Regions from separate parts of the Mus musculus genome. Here regions 1 and 3 are each linked to region 2. The links are chromatin contacts, called in public ChIA-PET and Hi-C maps. All regions are on one chromosome and are shown on one strand. Each heading gives the region's core, a stretch centred on a gene start, on an enhancer-like site or on the middle of the called end of the contact. The rest is flanking DNA. Distances are from core to core; before and after follow the strand shown.

Region 1 (4,599 bases), core at 513-3,012, 310 kb before region 2:
ACAAACAAACAAAAATAAGAAAGAGAGAGAGAAAACTATCCAGTTTTGCTGTGTGTGTGTGTGTGTGTGTGTGTGTGTGTGTGTGTGTGTGTGTGTGTGTGTGTATAAAATCGAAAGCAGATGTTATCTGGGCAGAAACTGGACCCAACATAATGAATTTAAGCTCAAGGGTCCAGTTTCTGTGTTCCGTCTACTGTTCTTTTTCTTTTAGACAAGATTGCCTAAATAAGAAACTCTTTGATGAACTCAAATATTTCTCAGCATGTTTGTATTGTCCTAACCTTTAATGCAGTACAAAGCTGGGATCCAGTTTTCCATCTTTGGGCTCAAGGCGATCAGAATGTCTGACATCTGATCCCAGGGACCTGGAAATGGAGGCTGAGTTGGTAAATGTTTTGAGATCCAATTACAACACACCCCATTTCTTCTAAAACTAAAAATAGAAAATCAAGACATCTGCTCATTCAACCCAGATCCCCCCACATCTATTTTGTTGTTGTTGTTGTTTGTTTGTTTTTCAAGACAGGGTTTCTCTGTGTAGCCCTGGCTGTCCTGGAACTCACTCTGTAGACCAGGCTGGCCTCGAACTCAGAAATCCGCCTGCCTCTGCCTCCCAAGGGCTGGGATTAAAGGCGTGCGCCACCACATCTGGCTACCCACATCTATTCTTAAATAACACCAAGTGCATTATTAAAAACAAGAATATGGAATCAATCCTACAAAAAATGAAGAAGAAAAACTCCAATTGTAGTTTAACTTTCTACAGCCAAGCGCTTTCCAGGTCTGAGTCCTCCGCTTCCACTTCACACATAGACTCACTGGTATTGGGGACCAGGCTGGTGGCATTTGTTGGCGTTTGTTTTGCACAGTTTTAGGGTTAGTTTTTGTTTGTTTGCTTGCTTGCTTGCTTGGATTTTTTCAAACTGGGTGTAATACAAGCATCGGGTAGACAGAGGCAGGTGGATCAAAAGTTCCAGGGTAACCTGGGCTACACAGTGAGATCCTATCTCTAAATAAATAAATATGTTAGGTACACTTAGCTGTGACAGAGTCTTTTTGTAATGTATAGTCTGTCAGATGCCACCAGAACCACACTAGAAGGTTTAGATATTGTACTTCAGTGAGTGTCTCTTTGCCTGGGCAGATCCCGCAGAAAAGCCATTCATTGGTGACCATCTAATCCCTCTGGTTGGTTAATGGTACCATTGTTTTTAATTTGGAGTGGGTTGGTGAGTAGTGACTATTGAGGTTTTTTTTTCCCTAATTGTCCAATCTATGAAGACATAAAATAGGTTAGCCACACCGTTAAAGTCACCTCCCCCTTTGAAATAGCATCATATTGCATATCGCAACTTCTTCTTCTGACCACTGCGCTGATCACATTTCAAGGTCCACCTGAACATCTAACCTCTCTTTTCACTCTCCTCCCATGGCTTTATCATCACGGCTCCTGTAACCCACATGCCTGTCCCAGCCATCACCTCTCTGCTTCCTGATTCTGCCACCCCCCTGATTCCTCTCTACGTGACTGCCCCACTGAGGAGAAAGCAGACTGGCCACACTGGCTGCCGTAGAACCGGTAGCTAACACAGGTTTCTTGGAATGGGCAAGATCAGCAACTTATGTCAGCTGAGAGCCTGGTAGGGATCGTTCATAAATTTAAAAGAGCAGTGTGTTGTCTCTTGTCAGACAGTTGAGCGTTTATTGGGAGGGTGGCTGGCACACCACAAGCCATTTACAACAGAAGATCGCTGGGCATGTGGTTGGCAGTCCTTCCCAGCAGCTGCGCCGGCTCTCACCTCACTTCTCTTCAACATGCTTCTTAGCACATGACATCCTCCATATTCAACGTTGCAACTTACTATCTAACTCTCACTCTCTTTCCCCCTCATTGGTAGGAAAACTCCGTAAGGGAAGGGGCTTTTCTGCCACTCACCTCCACATGTGGATATTCAGAACACTGTCTGGAAAGGGCCCAATACTCACGGAAACTCAGTGAATGAGTGCCCAAGTAAAAGCAGGGCACAGACACAGATTTTTTTCCCTTTGTTTTTTTTGGAGACAGGGTTTCCTCTGTGTAGTGCTGGCTGCCCTAGAACTCACTCTGTAGACCAGGCTGGCCTCGAACTCAGAAATCCACCTGCCTCTGCCTCCCAAGTGCTGGGATTAAAGGCGTGCGCCACCACCCAGCAACATAAACATAAAACTCTCTAGACATGCTAGGAAAGTGGCCCCTAGTTTGTTAACAAAGTTTATGTCCCTGGGTGCCAGAAGGAAACAAGGTCCAATTCTTAATCATGTAGAACTACAAGAAGCACAACAATACACAAATAGTCACACACACATGTGCGCACATACACAAACATGCACACACACACATGTGCATATCCACACATGTATGTGCACTTCTGTATACATGTGTGCGCATACACACATCAGCATATACAAGCACATACATATATGTACTTGCAGGTACGCACACATGTGCACTCATTAGCACGCGCACTCTAGTACATTTCAGTAGTTACTTAGAAGGAGTGGGATTGGAGGTAGAATGCTTGTTTAGCATGCAATAGCTTCCTGCACTGCAAAAGGAAGGAAAAAGAAAGAGGGGGAACATGGGGGAGAGGGGAAAAGGGAGGGGGAAAGGAGGAGAGAGTGGGGGGGGGGGGGAAGAGAGAGAATATTCTAGTATCCTGAATTCAAAATCGAGCACTGCAGGCAACATTTCTGACATATTTGTCAAGGCCACCTTGAGCTTCAGGGAGGAGAGTGTGTGGTCTGTTCAAGACTTCCTAGGAAGAGGCTCTAGGGTTTGGTGCTGTGCTGACAAAGGACAGCCTCTCCTTGCTCAACACAAGTGCTAAAGGCCCTGGGAGAAGACTCAATATCACCATCTAAGACAAGCCTGAACAAATTATGGTCCCTTTTTGTGGCCCAAATCTAAGAATGGTTTTTACACTTTCAAGGGTCATGCAAAAGAAAACAAGGAGTATACTCAACCCACATGGCCCACAGAACCTGAGAGACACCCCCATTCCACCCCACCCCCACCTCCACCTCCACCTCCACCCCCACCTTTAAGCTTTTGTGGAAAAAAACTTGCTTTAAACTCGATCCAAACTGGTTTTGGAGCCCAAAGTCAACTTATGCTTACGTTATGATTCCTCGATGGACTCGAAGGCACATGGAATGATCACGGACCAAATGAGAGGGGCCGCAGCATCAGGCTAAAGGTCATCTCTTTGCCTTTGAAAGCCAACTGAGCAGAGGCCCCCAAGCTAACCTTTGCAAGTGACCCTTGCAAGACCAGAAGACAATTTAACGACAATGCTAACGACAATCTTTTCTGAAAGGGGGTTTTTTGTGACCAATTAAGGACTCTAGGTGCCAAAAGTGGGCACTAAGAAATAGTTAACAGAGTACTAATCAATTGTATTAGCAGGAGAGCCTTGGTTGTTCACAGTGAGTAAAGTATAGAGAGCAAGGGGGGAAGAGATAGGACTCTGATGTTGAAAATGAAAAATCGATGCATTCCCCCCACTCCCACCCCCACCCCCACTCCCCGGCAGCTCGCTCTGGTTGGTTTCTTTGTGACGGTTCTTTTGGTGGGTGTTTCTGTGGCCCTTAACCATGATTGCCGTCCTAACACATGGATGCTCTTCCCTCCCAAAGCCGAAAGATGACATATATCCTCTGCTTCACCCAACTATGCACTGCTGGACTCCGTCAAGCGACCTGTACGTTGGGTGTGAAGAGGGTCATCTTCTGATGATTAACACAGAAACCCTGAAGGTGACCGTGCTCCAGAAGGCGGAGGAGTTTCCACTTCCGGGTAAGAGACTGCCCTGCCTCCGAGTCCGGAAGCACAGTTGTTGGGTTAGCATTGCACATCCTTCAAGATGGTGGATTGGGGGGGGGGGGTCCCTGATTTTCCCCCTTTCTTAGAGACATCCTGGGGCCTCCTTAAGTTTGAGTCTCTGTTAGCAAGTCCTGCGGATACACTTGTGGCTACTCACTGCTTACTAAAAGTTAGCCGGCTCCTAGTGTGAGGATACCAAAAGATACAACTCTATATATTCGTGTCATAAAATCCTCGGGACACCACAAGGAGATACACCTGTAGCTTCACCACACACGAGATTTACAGGGCACCCTCGTCTTCAAGAGCCAGTAAAATGTCTCAGCAAGTTAGGGGGCGTGCCAGCAAGCCCACCAATCAGGGCTTAATCCTCATGGGGTGTTGTCCTCTGACTTCCCCCGCACATGGACCCTCCCCTCCCACCACACATAACCTCCAAACAAACAAGCTCAGATTCTTGTGAGCTGTGGGGCTGACACCAGAGTCCAGGGAATAAGGCCTTGGACTCCCAAGTTCTGATCTCCGATCCGGTAATCTTCACCCAGGTTTTTTGCAACAAACCTGACCCATTCTTTCTTATTTTTTTAAAAGATTTATTTTATGAGTACACTATAACTGTCTTCGGATACACCAGAAGAGGGCATCGGATTCCATTACAGGTGGTTGTGGGCCACCATGTGGTTGCTGGGAATTGAACTCAAGAACTCTGGAGGAGCAGACAGTGCTCTTAACCACTG
Region 2 (4,510 bases), core at 868-3,367:
TATCTGTACATTGACAGATATACAAGCACGTCCCTATGGCTTTTTTAAGAAAGGAAGGAAGGGTAGGGGAAGGGGGAACGGAAGGGAAGGGAGTAAGAGTGAGTGAGCTATCTTCTAATTGAGAAGGCCTCATCCTCAGAGCTCCTGGTGCAGATGCTGATGCACTGGAGACTGTCCTGTGTCTTCCACCAGCATCCCTGGCCTCTCACACTAAATGCCACTAGCACCTAGTATGTTGTGACAATCAGAAATGCCTTCGGGCATCACCAGATGTCCCACTGCTGTGAAGAGTGCTCCGCACAGCCTGCAGTGCCACCGTCTGTCCCTGTGCCCGTGTGTCCCGGCACCTGCGAGTCTGCCTCACTCTTTCTGACCAGGAGTATTTACCAGAACTTTCTAGCCATTCCTTTGTGACGGACGGACGGACACTACGGTTGTACGACTTTTGCTGTCACAAATAGTGTTTCCTGACTCGATCTGTGTGGCTCTCTGTGTGAATCTGTGTTGGTATTTCCAAGGACGGCTCACGCAGGAGAGCGCCCGGAGCAAAGGACACTTTAGTTAAAGCTTTCAGGTAACTCCAGTCTGCCTCCCTGAAGGCCTTGCTTGCCAGCCTCCCTTCTGAGGAACGGGACGGCTGCTTGCTTGCCTCCATCTTTTCAAGGTAGAAGTCTGCCTCTTGCTGCATGCCTTTGATGTTGGAGGCAGTAAGCTGAGAGAGGACCACTCGTGTCCAGAGCGGAGAAGTGGCTTCAGAATAAGATGAGAGCTCTGGAGACAGGCTGCTGGGCCTGCCTGCTTGCAGACTCGCTAGAGGTCTACTTAGCAGGTCATTTCCTCTGTGGAGAGGCCCAGGTTTTATTTATTTAAGTAGGAGGGGTTTTCCACAGTGTTGAGAGGTAAGCCAGTATAACACAGTGCTGTCCACTCATCCCGGGATGGGAGGGGCCAAGCAGGACATGGCGGCCATTGTCACACTAAGTTCAGCTGGAGCCCTCTTAGAGATTTGTGCCTCCTTCTGTTCTGGGTTGGCTTCTGTGAGGGTCTGTCTGTAGAGAGCAACCCTCCCTGGGAAGCAGCCAGGGCAACTGCAGCTGCCCAGGGCGAGGTGTGGCAGGGTTGGGCACTTCCTCTTGTGAATGAATCACCCTGAGCTGGAAGGGGTAGTCAAACAGGAATAGATCCCACGGCCCCTTCTGTGGCTGACCCCTCCCTTCCACTCATCCCTGATTTGTGGCTTTCCTTTCTCCTGAAGCCCTGCTGGGGACATAGTTACAGCAGAGCCCAGAGCTCTGTTTGCACCCATGGTTGACCTTCACACTAATCTTGTGAGTCCGAAGTCATCAGGTCTCACGGGCGGCCATGGCTGTTTCCTGTACCCAGTTCTTCAGCTGTGTTCCCATGCTTAGACTTGGCTCTTCCTCCTTCCTCTTTCTTCTCTCCTTTTACACACTCCTTCCTTCCTTCCCTCTTCCCCTTTCTTCTCTTCCTCCCTCCCTCCCTCACCTTCTTTTTCTTTTGCTTCCTCTCCCTCCCCCCCTCTCTGCCTCTCTTCCCTCTTCCCTTCCCTCTTCTCCCCTCTCTCTTCTCTAGTGTTATTAAATTTACTGCCTGTAGCTGAGGGTGAAGCCTGCTGCTAGTTGAGAAACATGGTTGTGGGTGTGCCTACAAGAGCAGAGAGCGTTTCTGTAGATAAGCTGGATTCTCTAGCTTGCTGGCTTCCCCATGCCCATTTCTTCTTTAATTCTTCCTTGTGCTTAGAAGAAGAGGAACTAAAGAAATATAAGACAAGAAGGGGACCGAGAGGAAGAAGGCTGGGACAGGGAGGAAACTTTGAACCTGCGGGAGCTCCTTCAAAAACACTGGGCAAGGAAGAGGAGTGTCTGTCTGAGTGGCCACAGTGTAGAAAAGGGCAGTTGCCCCTTCAAGGCACAGGGTTCCAGTTATGCTTTCCCTTCTGGCCCCAACAAACCAGCTCCTGAGAGAGCTGTGTCCTTAGGGGCAGAGCGGAGCTGCAGCGGCCACCACGCATCAGAATCACTGAGGGAGGGCGTATGGGGGAGGCTTGTCGTTGCTATGGGATTTGTAGAACCGCCTCGAAGGCTGGTCTTGAGTTCTGAGTGACACACTGCTGTGTTCTCAAACCACGTTTCCTCTCTGGATTCTCCTTTTAGGTAACCACCAAAGACAAAGACCTGCAGCAGAAGATCTACCACATCATTAAGGAAGACTGTCAGAAACCAAACCGTAAGTGTTTTGTGATGGTGAGCCGGTGCGCCCAGGGTTCCTTCCCTCCTAGACAGAATCAGGATGCTCTGTCCTGACTCAGGAGGGAGACAGCCAGGGCTTCTGTCCTCCGAGACTCATTGTCCTCTCCTCTATGTCGTGTTGCCTGGGCAGAGGAGTCAGCATGTGGGGCTCCTTTAAACAGCCCTGGGGTGTCCGGTCCTGTAGGGATAAGCTGGAGGCCAACCACCAAGCTCTCCCTGAGATTCGGGCACACTGAAGTGAACCACCACGCTCGGCTCTGAGATGCGCTCGCTGCTTCTGGTCCCTGGTTTGTCGCCCATGTTTACCACTGCCTCTGAATGTAATGTCAACATTCACTCTCTTCTCAAACATCAAGGCTTTTCAGTTTCAGGCAGGACGGCTCTTAGACATTACAGTTCATGAATAACGAAATCCAGTCATCTCAAGAAACCCTTGAGTTATAAATGAAATGGCTTAGAAAAATAGTGCCGGTTTGTGGAGTTAGGTCGGCCCCTAGTGGCTGGACACTCAAACTACATCTAGTCTGATAACTCGCATATCAATTCACCCTAATTACAAAGAAAGCATCCGTCTTATCATGAGTCTGTATGAACTTGTGAGTCTTCAAGGTGACCGTCCAGAGCCTGGCTTTTGCAAACATATGCCAATGACAAATACTTATGTCACCATGATCCTAGGAGCAGAAAGGGTTGTTAGCCCTGGGTCCCCTTCCTATTTTTATTCTCTCTGGAGAAGTCTTTCACTCCTTTCAGACCCAGAAGGAAAGGCTGGGTCTACAGACAGGTAGAGGGAGGCCAGGTCATCTACCCTGTGGTTTAGGACCCAGTGAGATCAGAACCAATAGGGTGCCACAATCAGACAAGAAAGAAAGAAAGGAAGGAAGGAAGGAAGGAAGGAAGGAAGGAACGGAGGAAGGAAGGGAGGGAGGGAAAGGGAAGGAAAGAGCGAGCCCCAAAGCAGTCCTGTTACGGTAGTAATGGATGCTGTTTGGCTCATTCGTAGCAGGGATGGAGCAGCACAGGCAGGCATGGTCGCATGGACCTGTAACCCCAGCCCTGGGAAGGCCGAGGCAGGAGGTCAGCCAGGGTTAACACAATGAGATGTGCTTTCTTTCTCCCCCTGCCCATACCCCTCTATTTCACCTTTCTTTTTCCCTCCCCCTTCCTGTGTGTATGTGTATGTGTATGTATGTATGTGTGTGTGTGTGTATGTGTGTGTGGTATGTGTGTGTGTGTATGTGTGTGTATGTGTGTGTGTGTTATATGTACCTGGTGTATGTGCATGGAAATGAAAGGAAGACTTTAGATGTCCTCTATCCCTTTCTGCCCTTCTCTCTCTGTCTCTGTCTCTCTCTCTTTCTAAAAACTGCTTTATTTATTTATATTCCAAATCTTACCCTCATTCCTGGTCCCTCCTCCAAGAGTTCTTCACCCCCACCCCCCACCCCACCCCTGCCTCTGAGCGAGTGCTCCCCATCTCACCCTCTCACTCCCCCTACCTTACCTTTCCCCCCCGCAACCCTCCTTCCCTGGGGCACCCAGTCTCTACCTGTACACATCCTCTCCCATTGAGGCCAGGGGCCATGGACCAGGCCATGTATGCTCATATATGCTCACTGGTTGGTGGTTTAGTCTCTGGGAATCCCCAGGGGTCCCAGATACAGTTAGTTGACACTGTTGTTCTTCTTGTGGGGTTGCCACCCCCTTCAGCTCCTTCAGTTCTTCCCCTGTCCTATTCTTTTAAGACAGACTTGTCACTGAGCATGGAGGAAGGCTGGCAGCCAAGGTGCTCCAGCTGTTCTCCTGTGCCTACCCCTCCCTCCCCACATTCACACAGTGCAGGGGTTACAGGCGCTCCTGCAGCCGTGCCTGGCTGATTTTACATGGGTATCAGAGATTTGAAATCTCAGGTCCTTAGGCTTCCAAAACAAGGTGCCTCTCCAGCCCACAGACTGTCGCAACAAAGCAAAACCAATAGGCAGCCTCTCTGTCTGCTGCTTTGTGAGAGCCTCAGCCAGAACGGATGGTCCCAAAATGCCATTCCTCCACACTGAATCCCAGGCCCCTCAGCCGCCGCATTCTTAGATTGATGCACATTGGGACTGCAGCGCTTTATAGCCTGGCACCCGTAAAGTAAACGAAAGGGGTCCACACTCCATCCTCGGAAGGAGTGGCTCCGTGGGTGGCAGTGCTTGCTCTGAAAGCCTGATTATCAGAGTTCAGGTCCTTGGAACACACAG
Region 3 (4,429 bases), core at 672-3,171, 380 kb before region 2:
CCCAGGGTTGTTAGGGAAGGCCTTGGAGAAACTTGGAGGTGAGTGGGCAGCCACACTACAGCAGCCCCTGCTGTGATCCAGCCCCGTTCTGCTCACACAGATGTGAACTCCAGTGAGTCCAGATCAATCCCGAAGTGGACTTGACGGGGGGGGGGGCCCGTGGGGGTATACGGCAGAGAAGAGTCCAAGCAGATCCGGAAGAAAGTATGTGTTTGTATATACTGAGACATCATGCAAGGTTAAGATGGAGAAGGGTCTGGGAGGCCAAACTGTGGACATCTTGAATGCTAATCTAAAGTAAAACCTGACTTCATGCGGTGAGCAGTGGTGAAGCGTCGACATTTTAGTTACCTGGTTCAGCTACAGCTGTAGAGCAATGGATTGTGTGTTCAGTGCGGTGGGAGGGGAGAGAGGAGAGTGGCCAGCCTCCGACGCAAGGCTGGCCACAGCTGTGCCCAACTGTCAGTGACTGTCCAGGCTCTCTGAGGCTGTGATTCAGAAGTTGTCCCAGTCTAGTTTCCATCCCCTGGGAGAGCTTAGAGTCTGTTTGGTTTGGCCAGGAGTGAGCCCCAGGCAGAGCCAAGAACCACTCCCAGGGGGAAATATGTGCCTGAAGCTGCCTGGTCCCCCTTTCTCTGCACCCTGCTTTGCCCTGCCCAGAGAGGGAAATTTTTAGACTCAACTTTTCCCAGTGCCTTCTAAAGATAGCTGTTCTTTTAGCTAGTGTTTACACAGACACACATGCACGCATACTCACATGCACACACAACAGTACCATGATGAATGTTTTAAGCTGACAAGTCAAGCAGCATACAAGCTTTCATGCTAACCCTTGAGTCCATGCCCCAGAAACCAATCACTCACATTGTCTCTTGTGTCTCCTCCCAACTCTCTCTGATTTGTGCCTAGTACATGTGATGTGTTAACATAGCGGCAGCTCGCATCTGAACACAGCGTACTGGGTCAAAACAGTTCCACGCATAAGATGTTTATTGGGAGGGGGAAGGTGGCAGCAGAAAGAGAAGGGGGAAAGAGAGAGAGAGAGAGGGAGGGACGTACCCCTTATATACATGGAAAATGACATAATGCAGGTAGAGGTGGGAGGTGAACCAAGTGGATTCTAGGAATATGGTGCCTGTTGTGTTGGTAACAGGTCTGCAGGATCCACCTATGTGATGTCACAGGTTTCAGAGGTCCCAATGCCAACAGCCTGTATGAACGCCTTCCTTCAACTCCCACACACATGACAGACAGCACGCCAGTCTAACTTTCCTGGACATCCTGTTGGACACTGGTCTGTTCCTTAGTCTTTTAAATGGCTGCTCACTGCCTCACTCTTCTCCCTTGTACCTCTGGGCACAGCTGGTTTGCTTCTGCACAGTATGAGGCTTTGCTTGGGGGGGTGGGGGGATAGCATGTGCCAGCCCTCTGATGTCCCTCTGTAGCTCCACAATGAGAACAGAGAGTTAAAACTGTCAACAAATTATCTTCCAGCAAAATGGAACCACATAAACCTCAGAGGTGTTTAAACACAGTCCGTTCCTCCATGGGACAAAGGTCTTAGAAGTACAAAGTGGGGCGTTACAAGACGGGTTGGAAGGGGAATCGGGAGGACTTAAGTCCTGCCTGTTTCTTTACAGCACATAGTTGTACTTTTGGTTTCTCTTGGACCGGTTTTATTTAAAATAGAAACAGAAAGTAAAGACCCACCTCTTGCCTCCCCTTTCTAGCCACCCTTGACTGAATTCACATCTGATTAGGGATGCATCCTCCCAGCCTGGTGACTTACGTACTTCTGGAGGGTGGGCTGAAAACGAGTTCTCAGGAGAGAAATGTTTAGACAGAGCCCCTAAAAGACTGACTGTGTCCTGGCGTCTCTTCCAAATGGCATAAATAATGCTGACTGGAGCTTCCGGAAGGCAGTCTAAAGAGGATGCAGGTCAGTCCTAATGGGAGATGAGGAAGCAGCCGTTACAGACCCACATTCCAGGAATCAGGGCCAAGCCAGACCACAGCAGATGCCCTAAGAACCAGGCTTTCCAGAGTCCACAGCTTCACCCAGCCAAGGGTCTAAGAAGAGCTGTCCTTGTTTCCTTGGGTGCTTTGTGACCTGGACAGACAGGATGCTTGGGAACCACAGGCATTCAGACCCACACAACCGTTAAGTGTTGAGGTGCCCTGAGTACTTAATGGCACAAAAAGACTCTGGGAAGAGCAGGCCCTTGCTGCCACTTCATACACCGTCCAAGTGTAGAGGCCCACACGTGAGGCTGTTCTCTGGACACCCAGCCATATTCCCGCTGAGCCCATGGCCATTGGAACTAGTAGCTGGGGTTGTTCCAGTCCCAGCTGTGGCTCATCCTAGCACAACAAGTCTCAGCCTTACTCTAAGTGTGGGGTTTGCCTGTTACCTCCGCCATGAAATGGGGATAGAGATGCCCCTGGGACATGTGAAGTGCTTCACTTAGGGCCCAAAGAATGGCCTCAAAGCCAGCACCCATCATACCTCTCACCCACATGAGCTCCTCCTCATGGCTGAATCCCCACTTCTGAATGCCCCCCACATGGAGTCTGCCTTCCCTGCAGGCCCCCCTCAGCACAGTTAGTATCGGCAGGAACTGTTTCATTAATATCTCCCCGGGAGCCAGACATGTGTTAGCGCCTTGGAAACATTTATGGGTCTTCCCTGGGGGAGTCTGGGATGCTGCCCCAGTTTTTTGAGACCATGAGACAGTGTGCTTTGACCCTCTCACACTTCTGCTCTCCCTGGCTCTTAAGATCTGGAAAACAACCATGGCAGAACCCCTCCAGCTCCGGGGACAGGGTTTCCTCTTAGACAACAAGGGAGAAGAGCTGTAACAGTTGTCTCATGAGATTGCCCTTGGGCTGGGTCCGGTGTGCCCACCTATCGAGTTACCAACCCCATCCTGGTCTCACGGGTGTGCATTCAGCAAGCACACTGGTTGGCAGTCACTACTGTCTGTATGCCCTGTCTACCCGAGAGGTTCTAGGAAAGCCAAGTCTAAGTAAGGGATGATTCTTGCTTGAGAGCTTGGGAAGGCAGAACTGGTGATGAGCTCTAAGACATCTGGACAAATCACGGGACTCAAAGCCTCAGCTTGTCCATCTGTAGGATGGGGGCAATTCTTATTCATCGTGCAAGGTTCTGAAGAATAAGTATTGTAGATGAAGTCCCTAGCATGCCTTAAGCACTCAGTGAACAACTTCATTGTTCCTCTCCCATGGTGAGAAGCTAGCTTTAGGTGAAGACTTCCTATAGAGCTTCCTAGGTGAATCCCAGTGACCTCCTCCCTTGGCTTCAGGCCAAGTGTCCCCTTCTATCACTGTGCCTGGGACCTCTAGGGACACCCACCCGCTCCCCCATGTTGCCTTCAGACCATCAGCAACAGAGTCTTGGGAGAACATGAGACTGCCTATTTTTCACATTATTGCATTTTTTTTTTTAGTTGTGAGTATGGGGTGCACATGCGCACATGGAGGTCAAAGGTCAGACCTGTGCACATGTGGCTACATGGAGGTCAGAGGGCACGTAAGGCGGCTTCTTCTATTGTTCTCCACCTTTAAAAGAATTGTCATAGAGGCAGAGGGAGGAGGGATGGGATGGGGAGGTTTGCAGAGGGGAAACCGGGAAGGGGGACAACATTTGAAATGTAAATAAATAAAATAACCAATAAAAAATTATCTTCATATCTATGGGTGCTTCACCTGCATGTATGTCTGTATTCTGCATGAGGGCAGTGTCCCGAAGGCCAGAACAACGAACTAGATCAACTGGGACTGGGGTTACAGGTGGTTGTGAGCTGCCATGTGGGTGCCGGGAATCGAACCCAGGTCCTTCGAAAGAGCAGCTACTGCTCTTAACCTCTGAGCATCCCTCCAGGTTCTATTTTTTGAGACCAAGTCTCCTGTTGCTCTGGAAGCACACCAATCTAGCTAGACTAGCTTGGACAGCGAGTTCCTGGATGCCTCCTGTCCCTGCCTCCACTGTACTGGGATCACAGGTATGTGCCCACCATGTCCAGCATTGTACATAAATGCCAGGCATCTAACCTCAGGTCCTTAAACTGTGTGGCAAACACGTGACTGAGCAGCCACCCCGGCCATCATTCATGTTTAACATTTATATTTTCCTCCCCAACCCCCATAAGAACTCTTCATGAAATATTATTGATTTGTTTCATATTCTTCAGGCTCAGTCCTCGTTTCGGCCAGAGATTGGTGACTCCACCTTGCTGCGTGAGTTAGGAAGGTGACATCACGAACCAGAGGAGAGGCGGGGAAGATGGATCAGTGGTTAAGAGCATTTGCTCTCTTGCAGGGGACCTGGGTGTGCACCTACATGGGGGAAATCAGCCGTGTGACTCCAGTCCCAGAGGACCTGTGCCATCTTCTGACTTCCTCCTTGGGC

What was found. A called contact is a pair of places that touch in the nucleus more often than the background predicts. ChIA-PET counts read pairs in DNA pulled down with a chosen protein or histone mark.
Region 1: a contact with region 2 is called in a Hi-C map of DN3 thymocytes, with 10 times the contacts expected there. The contact joins two enhancer-like sites. A contact is called at or near these places in 6 of 15 datasets of contacts at CTCF or cohesin (the G1E-ER4 cell line, embryonic stem cells, large pre-B cells and 2 more), 173 of 484 Hi-C or Micro-C datasets (the 3T3-L1 cell line, the 4T1 cell line, the 63-12 cell line and 88 more), 31 of 115 datasets of contacts at active chromatin or transcription factors (CD4 single positive thymocytes, DN3 thymocytes, the HPC-7 cell line and 24 more) and 4 of 9 other capture datasets (adipose tissue, embryonic stem cells, liver and 1 more).
Region 3: a contact with region 2 is called in an RNA polymerase II ChIA-PET map of memory CD8 T cells, with 12 read pairs. The contact joins two enhancer-like sites. A contact is called at or near these places in 1 of 15 datasets of contacts at CTCF or cohesin (embryonic stem cells), 10 of 484 Hi-C or Micro-C datasets (B cells, CD8 T cells, the HL-1 cell line and 5 more), 4 of 115 datasets of contacts at active chromatin or transcription factors (large pre-B cells, memory CD8 T cells, pancreatic cancer cells and 1 more) and 1 of 9 other capture datasets (embryonic stem cells).

Annotation. Positions count from the first base shown.
Region 1 is chr19:47,815,049-47,819,647 of GRCm38.p6, reverse strand. Cfap43 (cilia and flagella associated protein 43) reads left to right here. Exons shown (of 38, transcript NM_027559.2): 6 at 3,676-3,835. Among named protein-coding and RNA genes, the nearest start is that of Cfap43, 20 kb to the left of the region's middle. Within about 2 kb of position 1,762, at least 4 of the 459 cell types and tissues checked have an H3K27ac peak or open chromatin away from gene starts, as enhancers often do. A contact at or near this core is called in DN3 thymocytes, where this site is marked.
Region 2 is chr19:47,505,543-47,510,052 of GRCm38.p6, reverse strand. It overlaps Stn1 (STN1, CST complex subunit), which reads left to right. Exons shown (of 10, transcript NM_175360.3): 9 at 2,175-2,247. Among named protein-coding and RNA genes, the nearest start is that of Gm19557, 5.2 kb to the left of the region's middle. Within about 2 kb of position 2,117, at least 208 of the 459 cell types and tissues checked have an H3K27ac peak or open chromatin away from gene starts, as enhancers often do. A contact at or near this core is called in B cells, CD8 T cells, DN3 thymocytes and 2 more, where this site is marked.
Region 3 is chr19:47,888,178-47,892,606 of GRCm38.p6, reverse strand. No RefSeq gene overlaps it. Among named protein-coding and RNA genes, the nearest start is that of Gsto2, 25 kb to the right of the region's middle. Within about 2 kb of position 1,921, at least 87 of the 459 cell types and tissues checked have an H3K27ac peak or open chromatin away from gene starts, as enhancers often do. A contact at or near this core is called in B cells, CD8 T cells, the HL-1 cell line and 1 more, where this site is marked.